Linked DNA regions of Astyanax mexicanus: region 1 is linked to region 2. The links are chromatin contacts, called in public Hi-C maps. All regions are on one chromosome and are shown on one strand. The core of a region is the stretch at or near the end of the contact, and the rest is flanking DNA. Distances in the headings are between cores, read along the strand shown.

Region 1 (3,423 bases), core at 160-2,659, 88 kb before region 2:
CAAAAATATAATAGCTTCTAGTAAATGCATGATTTTAATATTTTGCTACATGACAGCTCAAACTCATTATCACAAGCTTTATTTATTTTATCTATTTTTAAGTTACGATGCTTGAATTTCCTTTGCTCTGTTTGTTGCCAGTATTGTTTGTCTGTTGTTTTAATCACAATTTATTCTTAACATTAATTCAGACAAGATTTTATATTTAACAACATTGTAAAGATTTTTTTTATTTTCTTCCTGAAAATAATAAAGACATTTTATAAACTTTCAATGCTAATGAATGAGAATCAGCATTATACCCCACCTAGAATTCAGATTTATTTGTTTATTCTCACATTTAAATTATTAAAATAAATAAAATATAATATGTTATGTATAATGAAGTGTCTTGAGTCTTAAACATTTGGTGACAAATTGATTAAACATTATTTATCAGTGTGATCATGTACAGTTTCCATTATATTTTCTTGCACTGTAATTTATTCACTATGAAATTGTTATTTTTTTGTGAAGAATCAACAACAAGTGGGACACAATCGTGAAGTGGAACGAAATTTATTGGATATTATATATTTTTTTTAGAAATAAAAAACTGAAAAGTGGGGCGTGCAATATTATTCAGCCCCCTTTACTTTCAACGCAGCAAACTCACTTCAGACGTTCAGTGAGGATCTCTGAATGATCCAATGTTGACCTAAATGACTGATAGTGATAAATAGAATCCACCTGTGTGTAATCAAGTCTCCATATAAATTGTAGACAATTAATGTTAGAAAATAAAAAAATAAGAAAAGCTAGAAGCTTTTGTTTTGTTGAAAAGAATAGATTCAGACGAAAGACTTGTTTATTAATATGTAATATTAGCAGTTTTTTATTAAAGATAGAAAGCTTATATTTTAAAATTGCATTGCAGATAATTAATGTTAAAAATAAAAAATAAAAGTTGAACTCTTGACTCCTTTAACCTGTTCCGTTGAAAATAACCAGTTCAGACGAAAGACTCGAAAGTTCATTATTGTTTAATACTAAGAGTGTTATGATTTTTTTTATTAAACATGGAGAGCTTATATTTTGGAATTGCATTGCAGATAATAAAAGAAAAGAAAATTTAGAATTTTGACTCCTTGATCCTGTTGTATTGAAAAGAACCGATTCAGGCGAAAGACTCGGAGGTTCATTAATGTTAATATTCAGTGTTTTAATTTATTATTAATTATTTAAATTGAACATGAAAAGCATATATTCTGTAATTGCATTGCATATAAATAAAGTTTAATATTTTTAAAAAGAAAAGAAAATTTGTACTCTTGACTCCTCTTGATCCTGTTCTATTGTAAAGAATCGACTCAGATGAACTGAATCACTCAGGAGTCGGCCGCCTTTAATGAGCAGCGGGAGCGCGCATCCCGAGTCCTTACGTCACTGAAGCGCCCAGGCTCGGGGAGCTGCTGGTAGTGCTGGCGAGAGAGGGAGGAAAGAAACAAGTAGTGGAAAAGAAGATTTTTCTCCGTTTAACGGATTTATAACTTATAACGGCGCGTGCGGGAGGAGAGGAACGGGTTTGGGCTGCTGTGTGAACCGGATGAACCGGATCTGTGAGAAGGTAAAAGCGCTTTTTAAAGTGTTTTTAATGGGGATGGCTAGGTTAGGTTAGTAGCTGTATACAGACAGCTATAGTGAGGTTGATTAGTCCTGTAGCTACTCAGATATAGAGCTATAGTCGTTTGGAGGCTACTGTCGCGCGTTTTTAACAGAGGAAACGCCTTTGTTGGCGTTTAAACAGCTGTAGAAAGTGTATTTCTCGTGAACGGGGCTCAGTTCGTTCAGCTACAGTGCGAGACTGGTTGTGAAATGCTCTGTTGCTCGAGTAATGGAGGAACGGGAGGATCGGGAGGAGGGAAAAGCGGAGAAAAAAGATCTCCAGCAGGGCATAGGTGTCTCCTTTAATTGCTCCCTTTCGTGTATCTTCTGCTAGGTAGCTTTTAAGCTAAAGCTGGGGTCGTGTCATGAACTGGGGGGCTGTTTTGTGGACGATTCCGTGTCTTGTAGCCTGTAGCTTTTAGTTGTTAAATCTGGAGTAACGTTAGCTCAAAGGAAGCAGCAGCAGCCTTTTCAAAGGGTGCTCGGTTCAGTTTCAGGGGCTTTTAGCTGCTTTCTGCTTATCTTTTTTCTATTTTCTCCCTTTTCTTCACTAAATTAAGGATATCTAAGCGTAATTTAGGCTTTAAACACTTCATAACAAGGATATTTATGGTGTAAAGTAGTTGTTTTCTTGCTTACTCAGCATCTTTTAGCTCTAGTAGTTTGCTTAGTTAACGTTAGTTAGTTACTCAGCAGTGTTGACACGTTGAAGTTGAACAGTTGAGTAGTTTAGGTTTTAATCTAGCTAAAACTACAGTTATCTCAGCTTTATATTGTATTAAACAAGTAAGTTGTATTATATAATCTATTTTCTTTTAGTCGAGATGCATCCTGACTCAAAAAAAAAGACTTTTATCCTGCTTAGTAATGGTTTCAAGAACCCCTCCCATTAGCATTTTAGTATAGTAGTAGCCTTGTGTGCTACTCTCCACTCTTGTCCACTGATTTCGGACGATTCAACAGGTTATATATTGGAACAGACATTTGCTATAAGCTATATTTCTGAATTTTGTATTCATTTAACAGCTCTTTTGACTAGCATAATGTGTTTTTCCCTTTGAGTTTGATGGTAAAGCTGGTCTACAAGTGTGTGTTCATTCAATCTAAGCAAGCTAATCAACCAGCATAGCCAAGTGTGATTAAATATAAATAAAATATATTAACCTACGTTGGTTAACAGCAAGTTTATCAGTATATAATGTATGTCTTTCACTGAATTTGCAGCTTTTCAACCACTTTGGCCATCAAAGACCAGTTAAGACCACCTAAAACCCAGCTAAAACCTGGCTTCACAGGTTAACACTTTCCTTTTCTTCTGTTCTTCACTAAAGAGCAGGATTATCTGAGTTTTATTATGGCTTTAAACACTTCATAACTAGAATATATTTGGTATAAAGTAGTTGTTTTCTTGCTTATTCAGCATCTTTTAGCTCTAGTAGTTTGCTTAGTTAACGTTAGTTAGCTACTCAGCAGTGTTGACATGTTGAAGTTGAACAGTTGAGTAGTTTAGGTTTTAATCTAGCTAAAACTACAGTTATCTCAGCTTTATATTGTATTAAACAAGTAAGTTGTATTATATCCTTTATTTTCTTGAGTTATGACTCTAAAAAATACTTTTTATTCTGCTTAGTAATGGTTTCAAGAACCCCTCCCATTAGCATTTCAGTATAGTAGTAGCCTTGTGTGCTACTGTTCACTCTTGTCCACTGATTTCATACTAATCAACAGGTTATATATTGGAACAGGCTTTTGCTATAAGCTATATTTCTGAATTTTGTA
Region 2 (3,026 bases), core at 116-2,615:
AAAATCGGATCAAGTAATCGGATAAGCCATATTTGTAAAAAACAAAAATCATAAGAAAAAAAAAGACATTTAATAATCAATGACCAATTGGTTTCCTATTTTAGATAAGTTATATTTTTAAATTTATAACATTAAATTATTTTCAACAAGGATTTCTTGTAAGTATCAAAACTATAGTGCATTAATCAATAAAAAAAGGCATAAACATTTGCATTACTTCTGAACAGCAGAGATGTTGCCAGTTTGTCATTAAGCATATTGTTTACAGCCAAATTAATTTTAACATGTGTTTATTCTTAACTCCTCAGCGCTGTGTTTACTGATTACGTCAAGCCTGTATTAAGTGGAGAAATTGTCTCTGTTCTAATAAACTAAACACACACATTAGACAGTGTTAATAATAATCAGCGCTCCACAGCGCTGCCGTTCTGTTATTTTGTTACATAAATGTTAATCTCATTGATTTGTTATACGTTTTTTTTTTTTACCTTCTCTCGGCTCCACCGCTAACGTGTCCTCGGCTGAGACGGTGCAGCATTAAAGAAGTGCTGTTGTGGGAGGCGAGAGTGAATACACACTGTCCAGCCTAAAATGCTCCATTATTATTGCCCTTTTCCCTCGTACGTTCGCTCATTCTCACTACTTCTCAGCAAAAAAACTCCTCTGACTCCTCCTCCTTCTTCCTGTGCACGGGTGACGTAACGCTAAGCGTGTTGTCGCATTAAAATACTACGCGCTGAGTTTTTGTAATTAAATAAACGATTACTCGAGGTATAGAAAGTTACTGGATCTTTTTTTTTTTTTTTTAAGCGAGTAACTAAAATTACTCGAGTAATCGTTTCACCCCTAGTTTTAGTTGATTTTTGGTTTTATTCTCTATGTCTGTTCTGATGTTTTAGAAAACCTATGCTCGTGAAAATTTGCCTTGAAGGCATGGAAAACTAATTTTAAAAAAAATCATGGAAATGTATTGGTTGAAAAGTGTATGAACCCTGTTTGCAGCAGCTCTAATTTGAATTGCTGTGAATTGCTGATGCATCATGCTATAGTTGCATGTGATGGTCCTCAAGCACCAGCAGCGACTCCTCCTCCATGCTTTCTGATTCCTCCTCCGCACATCAGTCTCTGTGTGTGTATAAATATATTCATCATTAAGTATCATCAGGGTTGTGCTGTGTAATTGCCCCGGGTAGCACAGGCTGCTGTAGTTGCATTAGCTCTCTTTGTGGGTTGCTGGCTACATTATCCTCATCATAAGAGACTCAGTGAGGCGCAAATGCACGACACTAAAAGAAAGAAAGCGTAAGAGCAGACTGCCGTCTGGGCCTGTGTAGTGTTCTCTATAATGTGATGTCATTGGAGCATCTAAAAGCAGGCAGCTGGAGGAGAGGAGGCTCAGAACCTGGAGAGAGCACTGCACAGTACCGGGGCTGAGCTGGGAGGATGTGGGACGGTAACATGGACAGGCATCATTTTCCTGTGGCCACAACTTCTTCTTCTTATGACCCTCGTCTTGTGTTTTCTCCTCAGGACCTCCACAGACGCTTTGAGGGAGCGCCGGAGTCTGCCAAAACCAAAGCCCTGCAGACTGTTATTGAGATGAAGGCAAGTATTTACTTTATTTAAGTAGAAATGTTGATTAAATATACTTTACTGGAGTAATTATTTTACATTTTCTCACAATTATCTGAACTTTCTACTCCTTACATTTTCTTAGTTTTTAGTTTTCATTCCGGCTTCTCGTCGTTCAATAAAAAACCCTATCCAGATAAATCTCTCCATCCAGATCTGATTCTGATTGGATGTAGAGAAATTTAAATATACCATTCTGACTCCCTATTGGTTTATACACAGTTTATCCATCATACCTGCACATCACACACTCCAGCAAGAACATAGCAGATGTATGTAGTCTAGTATGAAGATGATCCGTGCAGAGACTCAAGAGAACTCCAGACAAACTCCAGTCCAACTAAACTTTAACTTTAATATATTTACATTGTAGCTACTAAAATACATTCATTTTCATATATGGGGACATATATATATATATATATGCAGAAGAAACAGACAGGGAACAGTCTAGTGCATCCCAAATTATATTATCAACATCAACATTTTCATATTTTAACATTATAGTCATTTATAGCTTTAAAAAAAATAATGGCTTTATTTTTTCCCCTTACTTTACTTTTACTTTACTTAAGGATGTAAAAATCAATGTCCTTAACAGCTCATTTTATTAGTTTAACATTTTATTATTTATCTGTAAAGATTTACAGATTACAAGATTTAAGTGTTTAAGCCTGACCACTAGAAAGCAGTGTTGTACTCTGTCTTCAGATCCTGCTGTTATAATGGGATAAAATACCCTTTTTACAAAACTCTGTTTTTAAATGTAGTAAAGGTCCTTAGTATTCTCACTAAATTGCAGTGCGAAACCAATACTAACTAAACCAAATAATACACAAAATGAAACAAAGACATCCGAAAACTACTTTGTCATAATAATGAATAGAAACGTTCTTAGGCTGTAACATATTGATTACTGTGTTTTACAAAATACAGCTCTAGAAAAAAATATAAGAGACCACTTAAAAATGATAAGTTTCTTGGAATATAATAAGGAGGAAGATGGATGATCACAAGCCATCAAACCAAACTGAACAGCTTGCACCAGGAGTAAAGGTATAAAGTTATCCAAAAGCAGTGTGTAAGACTGGTGGAGGAGAGAACGTGATGCCAAGATGCATAAAAACTGTGATTAAAAACCAGGGTTATTCCACCAAATATTGATTTCTGAACTCTTAAAACTTTATTAATATGAACTTTTTGCTTTGCATTATTTGAGGTCTGAAAGCTCTGCATCTTTTTATTTTGTTATTTCAGCCATTTCTCATTTTCTGCTATAAATAAATGCTCTAAATGACAATATTTTTATTTGGAATTTGGGAGAAATGTTGTCTGTAGTTTATAGAATAAAACAACAATGTTCATTTCACTCAAACATAAACCTATAAATAGCA

What was found. Hi-C and Micro-C count contacts between places; a contact is called where the count stands out from the background.
Region 1: a Hi-C map of muscle shows a contact between it and region 2, with 5 times the contacts expected there. The contact joins the promoter of erc1b here to the enhancer-like site in region 2. A contact is called at or near these places in 2 of 3 Hi-C or Micro-C datasets (both in muscle).

The regions. Positions count from the first base shown.
Region 1 is chr2:5,265,848-5,269,270 of AstMex3_surface, reverse strand. erc1b (ELKS/RAB6-interacting/CAST family member 1b) reads left to right here and starts at 1,409. Exons shown (of 21, transcript XM_049475044.1): 1 at 1,409-1,606. It overlaps ninj2 (ninjurin 2), which reads left to right. Exons shown (of 4, transcript XM_007233871.3): 4 at 1-444.
Region 2 is chr2:5,178,285-5,181,310 of AstMex3_surface, reverse strand. erc1b (ELKS/RAB6-interacting/CAST family member 1b) reads left to right here. Exons shown (of 21, transcript XM_049475044.1): 4 at 1,531-1,605. Among protein-coding and RNA genes, the nearest start is that of LOC125799095, 15 kb to the left of the region's middle. Within about 2 kb of position 1,365, the one cell type or tissue checked has an H3K27ac peak away from gene starts, as active enhancers do.